Linked DNA regions of Mus musculus: region 2 is linked to region 1. A link is a contact called in public Hi-C data. All regions are on one chromosome and are shown on one strand. The core of a region is the stretch at or near the end of the contact, and the rest is flanking DNA. Distances in the headings are between cores, read along the strand shown. Region 1 has its middle 110 kb from the start of Slc5a7. Region 2 holds the start of Slc5a7 (solute carrier family 5 (choline transporter), member 7).

What was found. Hi-C and Micro-C count contacts between places; a contact is called where the count stands out from the background.
Region 2: a Hi-C map of the C2C12 cell line shows a contact between it and region 1, with 1.5 times the contacts expected there. The contact joins the promoter of Slc5a7 here to the enhancer-like site in region 1. A contact is called at or near these places in 2 of 39 promoter capture datasets (the 3T3-L1 cell line and stem cell-derived epiblast-like cells), 1 of 484 Hi-C or Micro-C datasets (the C2C12 cell line) and 2 of 9 other capture datasets (adipose tissue and liver).

Annotation. Positions count from the first base shown.
Region 1 is chr17:54,186,733-54,191,961 of GRCm38.p6, reverse strand. No RefSeq gene overlaps it. Among named protein-coding and RNA genes, the nearest start is that of Slc5a7, 110 kb to the left of the region's middle. Within about 2 kb of position 2,616, at least 8 of the 459 cell types and tissues checked have an H3K27ac peak or open chromatin away from gene starts, as enhancers often do. A contact at or near this core is called in the C2C12 cell line, where this site is marked.
Region 2 is chr17:54,295,841-54,301,069 of GRCm38.p6, reverse strand. It overlaps Slc5a7 (solute carrier family 5 (choline transporter), member 7), which reads left to right and starts at 2,036. Exons shown (of 9, transcript NM_022025.4): 1 at 2,036-2,489; 2 at 3,879-4,111. The coding sequence starts at 3,934.

The DNA of each region.
Region 1 (5,229 bases), core at 1,367-3,866:
CTCCCCTCAGAAACATGTTCCATGATGCAGTTCATTCCTTTCAAATATAATGGTTTTCCACTATGTTCTTTTCCTCTCTAGAGACATTTGAATTCTCATTGCCTGATGCAAGGTAGATATTTTAGATCTATAGATAGATAAAGCTGGACTCTGATTTCTCAGATTCCATTAACGCAGGTTTAACAGTGGGAGTTGTGTATGCAGCCTGTAGAGAAGCACAAGCAGAAAGGCAGTCCCCACAAATCATTGGCTTTAACATGCTTTTGCTCTCAGGCGTCCCAGTATCACCCAGCATGGTATTGCAGATGCTGATGCTGGGGTAATGACCTGTGTTTGCTTCATAACTGCTGAAAGAAAGAAAGAAAGAAAGAAAGAAAGAAAGAAAGAAAGAAAGAAAGAAAGAAAGAAAGAAAGGAAGGAAGGAAGGAAGGAAGGAAGGAAGGAAGGAAGGAAGGAAGGAAGGAAGGAAGGGAGAGAAAGAGAGAAAGAAGAAAAGGAAAGAAGAGAAAAGAAAAGGAAAGAAAAAAGAAAATTTCTGTTTTCTACTACTGACAAAACCTAGTCTTTTCTCCTAAACTCCTCATCTCCTACAAGGGTATGCCATCTCGTTTAAAAATACAATTTATAAGAATTAAATATTCTTAATATTCCTAAATATTAGATACTCATCATGAACAAACATTCCTAGTTAAAAAAAAAGAGCTGGGAAATAAGAAATGTGTTTACTAAAGAAATTCATACATATGTGTGTACATATGCATAAACACATGCTGTATATGTTATAATTTGCATTTTAGAACCTTGATAATAATGTATGACATCAACAGGAATAACTATGAATTTTAATTGTATATTTAAGAGCCACAACATAATGTTTGATACACATATGTATAGTGAGATCATTTTAGGCTAGGGAATCAATAGATTACATCATAATGTATTGCTTAGTTATCTTTCTAGTGCAAAACCTACCTAGAATCTATTCTTCCCCCCATTGCCATGTGCAATACAATCACGTTACTTATATGAGTTCTGCTAACTACAATTTAGTTTCTTTCTGCTGACATCTCTCTATCCCCAACTCACACCAAACTGCATAAGCATTATTGTAACTCTGCTTCTGCATATTTTAAGTTTTTTGTCGTTTCGTATAACTGAGACCATGGACTACTTTCTGTCTGTGTCTGACTTATTTCGCTTAGCCTAATATCCTATCAGTTAATCCATGCATTCCCCAAAAATGGGATCTCCGAAGAATATCAAGAATGGTTAGATAATGAAGTTGTCTGTTGAATAATCTACTCAGTAAAACAAAGCAAAACAAAAACAAAACATCAAACCAACCAACAAACAAAAAACAATGGAGACTTCCAAATCAATTGTTTCAGGACTGAGTGTTGAACAATAATTATGATAAATTGGGTAGCTAGTGGTCTTTGCCCCTTAACAATTCAGAAGGAAGATGTTAGGTTTCAAACCAGAGACAAATGACTGTGCATGCCTGCTTAGCATATCAAAGAGGACTTGAGTGCCAAGTTCTCCCTGTATCCCTCAGTCCCTACCTATTTCTGGCCTCTCTTGGGTGAGAATATCCCATTCTCTACTCTAAATTTCTCTACCCCATTCCCCGCCATCCTTCCCTATATAATCAAACTATTTTGGTTACCTGGTCCTTTTCATCTACTTTCTTTTGGGCTTCCTGGCTGCTGTATCTCTCCCCTCTCCCTTCCCCCACCATTTCTCCATACATGGCTCAGAGTCATGTCCACTCAGAATTCTTTCAAATATCTCTGGCTCTGGCTATACTCTCCCAATATCTACAGTAAACTTTCTCCTCCTTAGAAGCAGTCATGTTCTTTCCTTTCTATTTCTATTTTTCATTCGGAGATATTAAAGGAAACTATGGTTAGCTTATTATAATATTTAAAACACCAATTTTGTCAGGTACACATGTCAAGAGCGAGAATAAACACTTATGCTTAAGCTCTACAACAAAACGACAAAGAAAGCAGATCATTATGCCCATTTCACAGATGATGAACTAATGACCTAGGACAATTCATAGCCAGCTCAGTGTTAATAAGCTAGTAAATGGCAACACCAGTATGTCACCCCAGGCTTTCAAACCCAGAGCAGACAGTATGTGAGTTCTCAGCACAGGGAATGACTTTAATAGGAGTTACAGTGTGGAGTGGGTGCCAATGAATTGCTTGGGGAAAAACAAAGGAATTCCACAAGGAGGAACTAACTCTTTACTCCAGACTTGAATATTTCCCTATGCTTAAGAATTCAGGCATTAAATACAGAGAAATCAGGAGAGAGAGAGGGGGGGGGAAGAGAGAAGAGAGAGAGAGAGAGAGAGAGAAGAGAGAGAGAGAGAGAGAGAGAGAGAGAGAGAGAGAGAGAGAAGAGAGAGAGAGAGAGAGGGAGAGGGAGAGGGAGAGGGAGAGGGAGAGGGAGAGGGAGAGGGAGAGGGTGAGGGAGAGGGAGAGGGAGAAAGGGAGAGGGAGAGCAAGCATGTGGATGTTGATGACAGAAGAGAAAGATTTAAAGACAGTAAAACTACTTCCTGGATTTGGACTATGTTCCTTAAATGTCAAAGAGCCAAGAATAACATGCTTTCTAACCAGCTGGAATTTCATTAATTTTGTATGAATAGGAAGAATTTTGATATGTACATGAAGTGCTATTTGACTCCAAAGGGAAATATCATCTGACAGTTTCCCTTTCTTCATGAACTGCTGTTAAAAACTGTCCTGGCTGGTTTTAGGCAACTTGACACAAGCAACAGTTATCTGAGAAGAGGAAACTCATTTGAGAAAATGCCTCTATCAGATTGCCTGTGGGCAAGAGTGTAGAGCATTTTCTTTTTCCTTTTTTGTGTTTTGTTTGTTTTTTGTTTTTTTTTTTTTAGTTTTCTACTGTCATTAAAATATCTTCACTGAATAAACACTCTATGGCTTACTAATTTCTTAAATTCGAGGGAAACTAAATACTGCTGATTTTTTTAAAAGATGTTTTTATTTAATTAAAATACAGTTATACCACTTCTCACCTTCCCTTCCTCCAGTGCTTCTCAGCTTCCCTTCCTTGAACACCTACTTTAACACCCTAGGTTAATAATCTCTTTTCTTTATAATTATGTGACATATAAATAAGCCTATTTGTTGCTTGTGTGTGTATGGTTTTAGAGCTAACTGTTCTCAGCTGGACAAGGAAGAAGGAGGCTCACTCCTGGGAAAGCCTACTTTCTTCTCTGAGCAGTCATTACTTGCCTGTATTTCTTTGTGGAGGGATGGGACTTGGTGAAATCCACCCACTTCCCCACCACATCAACATGTTTATTAATACTGCCATTATTCCAGTCTTCTTAATGCAGCCATTTCTAGAAAACATTTCTTAATTAATGGTTTGTTGGAGGTAGTGAATCTCTGGACTGGAGGTCCTGGGTGTAGCAGAAATCAGGCTGAGCTTATGATAAGGAGCAAGCCAGTAAGCTTGCTGTGATCCTCCATGGTGTCTCCTTTAGTCCCTCCCTCCAGGTTCCTGCCATGTTTGAGTGACTGCTACCTGGAAATAGAAAAGAGAATAAAACTTTTCCTACTGAAATTGCTTGTGATGGTTTTTATCACAGCAATAGAAACTTAAAGACAGATGTGGTAGTTTTGATATGTTTACAAAAAGCAAACAATAAACCAAAGCATTAATAAATTATAATATTTAGATTTTAGTTTTTCTTTTTTGTATTTATTTTTATATGTACATAAATATACATGTGTATGGGTGGGGGTTCATGTGCCATGCATATGGAAGTCACAGAACCGTTTTCCTGAAATGGTTATGCCTTTCCACCGTTGTGAGTCCTGGGAATCAACTTAGTCTTCATGCTTGATAGAGAGTGTCATTATACCTAGAACTACCTCAATGATATATGCAGAATTTATATAATAACCACTTTAAATGTTTATGAAGTTCATTTAAAAGTTCAGAGAAGTTTGGTACCATGTATTACATATTAAGCACATATTTGATGATAATAAAGAATAACTGTTTGAATTAAGATTAATGATATTATTTATTTTAAAGAAGATTTTGGAGAAACATTGAAGTTTTTCTACATAAAGTAATATTTGGATTTTCTCTGAATATTATGGTATAAGCAAGAAAGTAAATAGGGCAAAACTTAAATAAGATAGCTTATGGATAATAATTTTCAAGGATGGGAGATACAGCTTCATTCATATGAAAGTCATGATCACATTTTCTTTAATATACTGAATGTTTCCATCAACTTTTTAAAATAAATGGTAACTAGACAATAAGAAGACTAGCATGTTAAGCTGAAGGGAAAGAGTTCAGGAGAAATCTGACTTGAAAAATGTCAGGGTGTGCTTGGAACACGAAATAAGGAAACAGAGGAACTGAAGAGCGAGTGAGGCAAGGAGGAAGAGAAGGGGTTTTGCAACCTTGCTTGATACTCTAAGATGTTGACACTTCTCAATTAAATCTGTGAACACATAAAATGCTTATACATTTTAATTAAAATTAAATTACATTACCTCCTTCCCTTTCCTCCCTCAAGCCCCTCCTAGTTCCCATCCTCCCAAGTTTCCATCCCTCCAACCCCTTTCATTCACCTACCTCCTAAATTGATAGCCTCTTTCTCTTTTCTTAGTATTGCTATGTATGTACATGTATGTATGCACAAATATATAAATACAATCTGTTAGATCCATTTTGCTGTTTGCATATGGTTTCAGAGCTGAACATTTTGTATTAGATAACTAATTTTGGGGCTCATCCCTAGAAGAAGCTAGCTAGTTCTCCCTCTCTCAGCATTCATTAGTTACATATAGGTCTTTGTGTGAAGATAGGACACTATGAAAATTTCCACCTTCTACATTCACATATCTATTAGTATTGCCAATTGTTCACAGCAGATTTTCTGGTATTCTGGCATATGCAATCTTTCTCAACTTCTTCCTCAGTATATACTGAACTGTAGATGCAGCAGTTGTGATATAGATATGTCTGTCCACTGCAGCTTGGCTGCAAAAAAATGTGTTGATTTCTCCATTGTGTCCAAATGTGTTTACTCTGATGGTCTTGTTTTACTGTCAAGAGAAACTGCTTTGATGAGAGGTGATATCTACATTTATCTGTAGGCATAAGAATAAGATTTACAATGAAGTAAAGAATCATGCTTGTCTAGAACAGTTGTAATCGTAG
Region 2 (5,229 bases), core at 787-3,286, 110 kb before region 1:
GCACAAAACAGCCTCTGCTGTATGAACAAAATGTCCCCTCGTTCAAGAACAGTGTATCAGTCATAGAGAAATGTCTGGGCTGCACTTAATATCTGTAAGCAGAGGGATATACTGTGTGCTCCCCAGAACTGAAAATAAGAAGTTAAATGAGACCTTTGTCTGATATTCCTTTTGTTTTCCTGTTAAGGATAAAAAGTTGTTTAGGGTAGGGCATTATATATCATTTTCTACATATATTCTCGGTTCTTAGAACACTGTTTGGAATATAAAAAGTAATAGGAGATGTGTACTAACGAAATAAATGATTTGTAATGCAAACTTGCTTTCCAGCTCCTAAATCCGAAATTCAGCTCCCACTGACATATATTCTGTGGCTCCAAGTATAAGCATATACTCTCAGGAAAGTAGAAAGGGATGTTATAGTGAAGATAAAAGACAAACATGCATCACAAAGAGGATGCTAGATCAGAAACGCATGTGCGGCATCATTGTCTGGTCAGACAATGGTACTCACAGGACTTGGCAGATGAGGACATGTCTGCCAAAAGCCAGACTCAATACATCAGTAGTTGTCATTTTCAACTGGTGCTCTTTATCATGAAGGACAGTTTCTTTGCCAGTTTTCTTTTAAGCCACTTTCAAGGTCACTGTCACTACTGAGATCTGGGAGTTGGTCTAGATCCTGGTATTCCTGGCTTCTCAAAATTAATTAGTTTCCCTAGCCCCACCTCTCCCAGAGTGCCAGCCCTGGCTGCACTCCGGATTCTCACCCCTAAGCCCTAGTGATGTTCTGTGAGGACAGCCATCTCTCCTGTCTCTCTGTGCTTGAGTCACACTCTCTGACCTTAGCCCCATAAACTGGCACACTGTCTGAGACACTGCATTCCTGATCCCTGCCCTACTGCAACTGAAATATCTGTGTCATCACCTTAAGGAATATTCCAGAAGGAAAAAAATGTGTATTAATCTGTGGCCTAAGTTCAAAATCAGAAGTTAATTAGAATCAAAAGTAAAAGAAATCCCACCTAAAACACTGAGTGGTTAAATGAATTTCATGTCTGTCTTCTGTTAGTTTCTGTCTGAGCTCAAATAGGGTCTGTTCCATAGATAGATAGATAGATAGATAGATAGATAGATAGATAGATAGATAGATAGATAGATAGCAATTAGCTGGTTACAAACCTTCATTATGACAACTATCCACATAGGCCTCTGCCCTGTCCAGTAACAGGGGAAGTTACTGTTCACACAGAGAACAAAGGAATGGGGAATACAGTTAAAAGAGCCTCTATAAATCCAGTCTAAGATGGGAGCTAGTCTGCAGGTTAGCCTAGAGAGGTGGATAGCAGCTGAGTATGGACTTCACCTCGTTAGCTGTCAGATGCACTGTTTCACTGTTTAATAGACTGGCTCAGTAGATGTAGAAAGAAGTGAGAAAGTGGGCACAAAGCTGAGACTTTATGGCTTTCAATCTTTTCTTTTTCCTCACACCCATTCCATAACACCTCTCCCTGAAACACATTTAAAAGGTTGCAGAAGCAGCCCCCTCTACAATATATTCAACTGTTATAAGATAAAGCCCTTTAAAGACAGGTACAACAGATACATAAGTAATCCTGTCACAGAATACTAGATATGTAGTATGCTAGAAATGTAGTGCTAGATATATATGCATGCAAAAGATCTAAACCTGTTTGAAGTGATAGACTGAGTGCTTTTATAAGCTAGAGTGCTTGGCTTAGCTAGTAGGATGTTTCCTGTGGCTTACACACCAACTTTATTTTAAAGAACTGTGCACCTGTGAGAAAGTTTCATGGTGACCCCAGTTTTAAGTGAAGGGAATATGAATATAAAGCAAAGAGAAATAGGCTGACTAGTCTAAACCTTCCTAACATGTTTCTACAAAAAAACTAGCCAAGAAGGGCTTGAAAGCAACCCCTCTCTGAGGCCAACCAGAGACAGAGACAAGGCCCTTAACTGAGCTTGCATGTGGACACCTCAAGGCGGGGTTTGGAAGCTTCCAGTCTGCATCTGCAAGTGAAATCCTCCAAGTCCATTGCTGTCTTTTGCAACCCAGAAAGATAAAGTGGGCAGGTAGGCTGGGAAATGACCTTTAGTCTGGAGTCCTCCATTCTAGGGTAGCAGACGACTTGACTTGGGATGGGAACATGAACTTGGGCAAGTGCTGGATCTGAGCTTGGCTGTTCCCTCGCACCCCGGGCCACACCAGGGCACAGTCCGCAACTCACGCCCAGCACCACTTTGTTCTGACGTCCTTCTCCAGAGCTCTGACGATCGCCCCCGCCTTCCGCCCTTATAAAGAGACTTTTTCCAATACCCAGATCGATCGCTTCACCCCCTCGGAGTCCTCATCGGGCTCCTTGCCGGAGCCCCCTCCACTCACCTCGAGCCTCCCTCCCTCCGTGTCCCTCACAGCCCGGGGCTCAAGGGGCTCCTGGACCCCTAAAGCAGCTCCGGGTGACGCAAAGGTAAGAGCCCTACGGGAACAAGAGCTAGGGCCACACCCTCGGGGCCGCCCGGGAAGGATCGACTCTGCCTGCTGGGGATGTCCCCTCCGCTCAGTTAAGAAGCACTTGTGGCTCTAGGGGTGCTAGCGACTGTAGGAGTCTGGATTCAGGAGATCCAGAGCTCAGAGGCAAAGGGGAGCAGGGCGCGGGGGAGTTTGGGCGGAGGGGAAATTTGGTGGCTCTGGGCTCACAAAGGCGGAGCCCACCCGGTCCGGGGCGCTCCAGAACATCCCGGAGGTGAGTGCTTGCAGCCAGAACCCGCTTGCAAAGCTCAGACCCCCTCCCACAAAAACTTACGCCTGTGAACTGGGGTGAAGGAAATAGCACTGGTTTGTTCAGTATAAGAGAACAGGAATTCCGTAAGATCAAGCTTTATTTTAAAAGTTGACATCAGTCCTCTTCGTTCGCGTTTTCGTATCTGTGACTGTGGTTTATATATTGCCTTATTTTAAAATCCTCTTCTGTAGAGACCGGGATGATGAGGCGCGGGGTGGGGGTGGGGGTAGGAGTGAGGGTGGGGTGGGGGTGGGGGTGGGGTGGACATGATATGAACTAAGGACAAAGGAAGATTGAGAGATTGAGAGGGTCCTTCTTTTAAACAAGGAAAACATACTTAGTTGTCACAGTAAATTGATTTTAAAAAGGATTTTCCTAGTTTGTTTGTTTGTTTTTGGGGGGGGGGCGTTGTTTTTGTTTTAGTGTTTTTGGAGGGGGTATTCTGGCCAGATATTTTATATTGAGTTACTTTTGGACCTGTTTCCTGAGGTCTGAAAGGATAAGTAAAGAATGAAGAATGAACAGAGAGAGAGAGAGAAAGAGAGAAAGAGAGAAAGAAAGAGAGAGAGAGAGAGAGAGAGAGAGAGAGAGAGAGAGGAGAGGGGAGGGGAGGAGGAAAGGGGGGAAGAGAGAGAGGGAGGGGGAGGGGGGAGACTTTCTTGGAGTATTCCTTTAGGCTACACTTAAATTAGTAAACAATTATTAAATATTGACTTAGTTTGAAAGGGCAAATATATAGGCATAATCGCTGCAAACAATCTAAAGAACTGAGGTGTAATACAAAACAGACTTAACTTGAAGGAATTTATAAAATACAAAAAAAATTATTTTTATTGGATTTATGCTCACTCCTTTTTTTGTTTGTTTCTTCGAATGCAAAGCATTAACTTGTTAAGCAGAAACAGAGCAGTGAACTGGACACTTGTTGGCCATGATTAGTATTATGGGATTTCAATGCAAGCTTTTTCAAAGAAGAAAAAAAAAAAAGATGTCTGGATCCAGCTGCTTCGTTTTGGCAGCCTGTGTAAGCATAGTGCGTGGCTGCTTAATAATACATTGCTGTATTTTCTACAGAAGATTTGATGAAGTAGCCCTCTGTGGAAGGATCTGCACTGTACCCTAAATAAAAATGTCTTTCCACGTAGAAGGACTGGTAGCTATTATCCTCTTCTACCTCCTTATATTTCTGGTTGGAATATGGGCTGCATGGAAAACCAAAAACAGCGGCAACCCAGAAGAGCGCAGTGAAGCCATCATAGTCGGGGGCCGTGACATTGGTTTGTTGGTTGGTGGTTTTACCATGACAGGTAGGTTTCTCTGTATTCCCTTCCCAGGCTGGTTTCTACTCAAAGGGAGAAATCACACATTGCCTTTGTCCTTTGGAGCTCTTTCAGTCCACAACTTATATTTTAAAGTGGCTTCATATTTAATTTAAAACAAAATGAACATGTTTTAATTTCAGTAATTCTAGACAAAAACAATTTTACAATAAATCACTGAACTTAATATTAGGGAAGCAACGTGGTCTCTCTTGACGGGCTAGTGGATAGGAATGGTAAAAACAAAGGAGTGGAGATGAGAATCGATGAAACAATGTGATGGCGTCTCAATGTGTCTATTTGGGGTTGTGACTGAGCTCTCTGAAATGACAAGTGAATACTACCTGGTTGTAGTTTTTTGCCTAAATAGATAATTTTGAAGGCAGTAGAATTCTAATCTAATTATTCCTGTTAGAAGCTTACTTTTCTCATTTAATACCTATTTTCCTTAAAGGAAACAATCTACAACAATAAAAGTAAGTTTTTCAGGATCCTTGGTATAAAAGGGAAAAAGTCAAGGTGTGTCCTCAAAGGAATTCACAGGCCATCATCTGCATCTCTCTTCCTTTATAATCTTCTTTTTGTTAGGAGCAGCCCTTGTTTGTTCTACCTTTGGTCTCAGAGTGATTTCTGCTGTTTTTCATTTTTGTCTTGGTCTCCAAAACTAATTCTGAAAACAATATAAAATTGTGTCTTATAAATGGTTGGTAACACTTTGACTAACAACACATTAGATCTGAACCTTCCTTAGTGGTTTTAATACTAGCAACATGATACGTTCTTGCTGGAACTCTTGATGTCTCATTAGAAAAATGTCTAACTAGAAACCAAATCCAAATGAAATATCAGTGTCTGTGCAAACCTTTTATCGAAAGACAATTGACGTTGTGTGTTAGCTAGGGACTTTACTCTCCTATGAAGACGGTCTTTCTCTTCTGAACATTTTGGTCATCTGAGATCTACAGTATCCTATATGGACTGCAGATTTTTTTAATCTCTCAAGTATTCGAATTGTAAGTTCAGATATATATTCAGCCACTGTAGATGGAGCCATATGTTCTTTACAGCAGGCTCTGTGAAAGGGGCGTAGAGTGAAGGGAATCTCC